2 separate regions of the Mus musculus genome follow, and region 1 is linked to region 2. Evidence: chromatin contacts called from public HiChIP or PLAC-seq data. All regions are on one chromosome and are shown on one strand. Each heading gives the region's core, a stretch centred on a gene start, on an enhancer-like site or on the middle of the called end of the contact. The rest is flanking DNA. Distances are from core to core; before and after follow the strand shown.

Evidence for each region. HiChIP or PLAC-seq counts read pairs in DNA pulled down with a chosen protein or histone mark.
Region 1: a contact with region 2 is called in an HNF4G HiChIP or PLAC-seq map of pancreatic cancer cells. The contact joins the enhancer-like site here to the promoter of Prkaa1 in region 2. A contact is called at or near these places in 4 of 39 promoter capture datasets (hematopoietic stem and progenitor cells, liver and trophoblast stem cells), 2 of 484 Hi-C or Micro-C datasets (CD4 T cells and ventricular fibroblasts) and 5 of 115 datasets of contacts at active chromatin or transcription factors (CD8 T cells, embryonic stem cells, extraembryonic endoderm stem cells and 1 more).

What each region holds. Positions count from the first base shown.
Region 1 is chr15:5,204,196-5,206,963 of GRCm38.p6, forward strand. The region is part of intron 2 of Ttc33 (tetratricopeptide repeat domain 33); the gene reads left to right. Among named protein-coding and RNA genes, the nearest start is that of Ttc33, 20 kb to the left of the region's middle. Within about 2 kb of position 1,251, at least 10 of the 459 cell types and tissues checked have an H3K27ac peak or open chromatin away from gene starts, as enhancers often do. A contact at or near this core is called in pancreatic cancer cells, where this site is marked.
Region 2 is chr15:5,142,107-5,145,140 of GRCm38.p6, forward strand. Prkaa1 (protein kinase, AMP-activated, alpha 1 catalytic subunit) reads left to right here and starts at 1,755. Exons shown (of 9, transcript NM_001013367.3): 1 at 1,755-1,889. The coding sequence starts at 1,763.

The DNA.
Region 1 (2,768 bases), core at 1-2,500, 62 kb after region 2:
GATAGGCTTATGCCGGTTGGACCAGGCCATAGAAGTTATACAGAGTCAACTAGACAATGGCTTGGCTTGTTTGGATTACATAGTTTTCTTTGTTCCAGGTAGCTATGGCCTGGGTGAAAGAACTTGTGGTCTTCCTTCACTTGAAAAAAGGACTGGTTAAAACCCAGTTTCTAATACCTACCAACAAAGGTGCTACTGAGTAACTATAATATCTCCTATAACTGTATAATAGTCAGTCTTTAAGCAAGTATGCTATAGAGAGAATCTTTTGGTCTAAAGGAATGGAGGAATGTTTCATATGTGTATAAAAAGTACAATACATTTAAAAACCGAGGTTTGTGATTTCTTGGGGAACAACCCAGAATTGTGCTGATGCGTCATAAAGTTGGGGTAGAGCTGGCAGGTTGCCCACCCTCCTGTGCAGTCCAGCAACCATGCTTACATGGGTAGCTCTGATTGGACCTCCTGGGCTGTGGAGAAGAGGAGGGAAGAAAAATTGGGAGGGAACCTGTTAGGGGGTGAGGGGGGCTGCAGGAGGGTAATGGGGTGCATGGGATTGTATTTCATGCAAGAAACTCAAGAATAGAAAACATGGTAAAACGATACTGACAAACAGCTGAGACGAATAAGGAGGTAGTCTGAGTAATGAGGGGGGAAGGTGGCCACACGGTCCCCACATTATTAGAAGCCTTTCACCTAGAATTAAACAGTGCTCAGGTAGATGTCTTTTCATCGAGGAATTCTGTGAGCTGCAGGTTATGAAGGAGCTGGGCTCAGTGGTACATTCCTGTAATCTCAGCACTCAGGAGTCAGAGGCAGGTGGATCGGACTTTGAGGCTACCCTGGCCTATGTAGTAAGTTCCAGGCCAGCCAAGGCTACATTGTATAAGAACTGGTTGCAAAAGCCCCTCAAAGCCCCAAAAGGCTCTAACAGTGGTCTAGGCTTACTTATTTCTGTATGATTTGGCTGGAATCAGAGGTTACCGCCTTCCTTTAATTGAACATTTAACTCGTAGTTAAGCTTTGAGCACAGACCAGCCTGGTCTACAGAGTGAGTTCCAAGACAGCCAGGGCTCCACGGAGAAACTCTGATCGGAAAACCAAAAAAAACCAACAAAACACAAACCTGTGGTTTGACCGCCACGCCTTTAATGAGTATAAAAGCAAACTTCGTAAAGCACACTCCCACTATGCACTCTTTGTGCTTTGTCAAGATGGTATGAGACTTACCTTGGCTGGCCAGTCCATCCGGGAGATCCTCCTGTCTGTCACCACAGTGGTGATATTTCAAAAGCTTGTGCTGTGTTTGAGGTTTATGTGTGTGCAGAGGAACTGCACTCACGCCCTCAGGCTTGTGCAGCAAGCACTTTCCTGATGGAGCCACCCCACCCCCACCCCCTGGCTTTACGGAGTCCGGGTCTTTACATGCAGCATATTTTCTGTAATGTAGTGGACATGTTCTGAGATGTGGATCGCTAGGCAGTTTCATGTGTATACATGAATATCATGTATAACCTCTGAAGACTGCATCATGGAGTATACTTACAAAAACTTACATGGCCTTTTGAAAAGGATGCCTTGTGAGGAAATAGGACCAAGTGTGGCTTAGCATGAGGCTCTGATGTTACACTTGGTGCCTTCAAATCCTACCCGACCCTTGTAGCTGCAGCATTAGCTATATTTGGGAAGGTAGCTTCTTTAATCTTCAGCTCTCTTATTTATGAAGTGGAGATAATGACTAATGCCACCTGGGGTTCTGGTGAGGGTCCAGTTCCAGTAGAGTAATGAAGGTCACGTAACTGGCACTGCAGTCTGCTCAGTGACTGTTAGCGTTTGCTAACATATAACTCACAAATCTCTTTGCTGTGTCCAAGTGCAATGGAAAAGTGAGAAATATGTTTAAGGCCCACACAATTATGCATGTGGTATAAAGAAAAAGAATTGGACTAAATAACAACCTGGATGGTTTAGGTTAGTCTCTTGAGTTGCCTCTGGTGTGCTGAAGGGAGACAGTGAGAACAGGATGTATGGAGTTTCACTTCTGGTGATTGTACAAGATACAGTAAACTTGCTCTCCTAAGTATAAGAAATGAACTCTAAAATAGCAATAAAAAGTTTGTGAGTTAGATGGGGAGATGACTCAGTTGATAAGAATTCTTGCTGAATAAGCGTAAGGACCTTTGTCCAAATCTCCAGCACTCATTTAAAACCTGCACATGTGTGCCTGTGATCCCCGCTTTGTTGACTGTGAGATAGTGGATCCCAGGAGCTCACTGGCCAACTACCCTTACAAAACCTGCATTTTTCAGGCTCAGAAAAGACCTGTCTCAAGGAAATAACATCGACAGCAATAAAGGAGGATGCTGTCCTAACGCCTGCACACACACATCAGCACAAGTGTACACTATGCACACACGCGCGCACACACACACTATTATATGTATTATATGATTATAATTTATATTAGAGAATATGAATAGCAGTTGTTTATTACCAGGTATTGTGCATTGTACATACAAAACACATACTGAGAAAGTGAAGGGTCTTGAAAACAACAAGAAATGATTTAAGAGAAGATAGTACACAATGGCACATGACAGAGATTGTCAGTGATTCACAGCCCTGGGACTGCAGACGTGCTCAAGTACCTGGAAAGAAGAGCAGTCATTAACATTGCCTAGAGAGCAGGAAACGGTGCACAGTCTCTGAAGACTGCAGCAAGTGTGCTAAGGGCAATTGTGCAGTTACTCAGGTAGTTTAGCTGCTTG
Region 2 (3,034 bases), core at 505-3,004:
AGTGTGTGCCTGTAACTGTCGAGTCATTTATCCCACTTTAGTTCATGTTAGTTTTGAGAATCTCAGGTAGTTCAAATCAGCCTTAGTGTCCCTAGGTGGAGAGGATGGCCTTGAACATGTGATCTCCCTAGCGATAATCCCCAGAGTGCTGGGATGGCAGGCATGAGTCATCATTCTCACTTTTATAGGCTACTGAGGATCTAACCCAGCACGCCAGGCCAGCACTCAACCAAACGAGCTACAGCCTGAGACCACTGATTTCTTGTAGATTAAAAGAAACAGTAGAACCTTCCTGGGCAAATGTGAAGTAACTTAAAATGCCAGATCAAGGGGTGGGAGAATTGAAAGGGTTTCCCCCTCCTTGAGAGAATCCAGAGCTATTTCTGCCTTATAGTAATCCTTGTAAAATAGAGAGTTGATTAACGAAGATTGCTCCCAGTTATTGTTCTTGGCGGAGAAGCAGGTGTTTCTCAACCCGTGGGTCACGACCCACTACGGGATCAACCCCCTTAGATCATCAGGAAACAATGATATTTACATTGCGATTCATAAAAGTAGCAAAAAAAAAAAAAAGCTATGAAATAGCATTGAAAATACCTTTATGATGGGAGACGGGTCACCACAACATGGGGAACTGTATTAAGGGTCATAGCATTAAGAAGGTTGAGAACTATTGCTCAAACCTTAAAGCAGCTTTCTTCCCCCTGAATACTTTTTCTTGGAACAAAAGCGTTTGATGTTACATTGCTTTGATGTCATAAGCCAGAATATGGGAAAACTAGGAGTGTTGGTAATTTTCATCCCAAAGAAAAATGACATTTTTCGTCTCCAAAAAAAAAAAAAAAAAAAAAAAAAAAACCACAAAAACAAAACTCCATCCTTTTTCTCCATCGACATTGATAGAGATTCAAATTGCAAAATCGAAGGATGACATATATATTTTTACCTATTGTTAGAACTGAGTAACAGATTCACTTCAAAATCCTGTTACAAATAAACACACTTCTTTGGTGACTGGATATGGCTCCATTTATACAAACAACACACTTTTTCAAGTGGACTGAAAATGTACATTTTATTGAAAATGTAAAAATATTAGTTTCTAAACACGATAAGTTCGGGATAACACCTCTTTCTGGAATTCACATAGCTCACACACATTCCACAGGGGAAATTTGACGGTAGCAAATTTCCTAGGAAGTCTCTCCAGGATGTGCGGTGTCCCATAGTAATTTACTGGCTCAGAGTTTTTTTTTGTTTAAAGCAGTGGTAAGTATTAAAAGTGCAAGTGAAAACACCCTTGGCTTCCAGATGACACCGAGATGAGATGAAAATCAAGATTTCAAGTCAGTGGTAGGGCGGTGTCCCCTGTCTTGTTTCAAAGCACGCCGCGCTATCCCCGGGCAACGTGTAAGCAAGCATCGTCCTCCTGGGAATTACGGGGGTGGGGTGCTGTACCGCACCCACAGACCCTCGGGTGGCCGCGGTCGGCTCCGCGGCGGGGGAAGCCCTCCCGCGCGCAGAAGCGCGGGCGCGCGCAGAGGGATGCGGGGCGCCGAGGCGAGTACCGGCGCCGCTCCCGCCGCCTAGCCCGCCAGGGGGAGCGAGTGCGCTCGGCGGCCGGCTGCGGGGACTGCGGGGCCTGCGCGGGCGGTGGCCGGCGACTGCGCCCCACCGCGGCGCACCCGCGTCCCCACCCCCTCGGCGCCCGCCCGCCCCCGGCGCGGCCCTGCCCGCCCCCTCCGCCCCCTCCCGCGGCGCCATGCGCAGACTCAGTTCCTGGAGAAAGATGGCGACGGCCGAGAAGCAGAAGCACGACGGGCGGGTGAAGATCGGCCACTACATCCTGGGGGACACGCTTGGTGTCGGCACCTTCGGGAAAGTGAAGGGTGAGGACGCCCGGGCCAGCGCGGACCCGGCGAACGGCGAGCGACTGCGCCTTTCGCACTCCGCATCCTCCCCCGCGCCCGCCTTCCGGGTGTCTGGGCTCCGTATCCCCGGTCCGGGCGGCGCTGGGAGCGGAGCCCGAGGCTGCCGCGGGCTGCAGAGCTGTGGGGTCCGCCGCGGTGGGGTGGGGGCGGTCGCCATGGCGACGGCGCGGCGCCGGAGGGGCGGGGATGGCTCTGGGTGCAACTTTCCCAGGCGAGGGAGTTGGGCACTGAGCGCGCGGGGGCGCCCGGCGCGGACGAGGGGGTCTCTTGTGGTCTTCTGATCCCCTGTGTGCCCTTGGCGCAGAGCCAGCCCATCGCGCCCTGGCGGTCCTCGGAGTTGTCGCTGCCTCGCTTTTAGGAGGTTGTGGACTAAAGTGCTTCTTCGGTTTCCTGAATCGAAATGTGTTCTTCCAAAAGCAAGGTAGCTGTGGAGATACCTTTCAGAAATAGTAATGCCCTTGTTAGGACTATTGATCTCCGTCAGGACTTTTGATGCATATGCCTGTGAACTGGCGCGGTGTTTCCTATGCGTGGTTTACAGTTGGATGCAGATGCTGCTTTTAAGTGATTCCGTTTTCGGAAGTTTTGCGGTTTCCGAGAGCTATACCTGGTAGGTAGGGCATATGTTAACTCCAGATGGTATTTATTAGCTTATAGGTATAGTTTCCGTTTATTCTCACAGTATATTTATATTTTAGTAATTCAGTGCACATCATTTGGACTTTTTGTTCGTTTTGGTAGAATCCCCTGTTACCGCCTTAGCAAAAGCACAAGCATTCTGTCTTCAACTAACTACTCTAGCCCACCACCTGTGACAAGGAAAATTCTGATTACAACCTTTGTGAGGTGGACTTTTTTCCCCTTTAAAATATTTAAGCCTGCTATTAAGTATTTAGAGGAAGGAAGTTTGGAGCTGATAAGAAATAATTCATACATTGGTTTTGGAGAAATAATAGACTATGGCCTGCATATATAGTAAGCTCCTTAGTAGATATTTGATTGAAGTGAAAAAGTTTGTCAAATTACACAGCAAGCTAACTGAGCTCCGTTCTCCCAGGAGGGCAGAAAGAGCCCTTCCTTCTCTTGCCCTTTCCCAGTCCTAA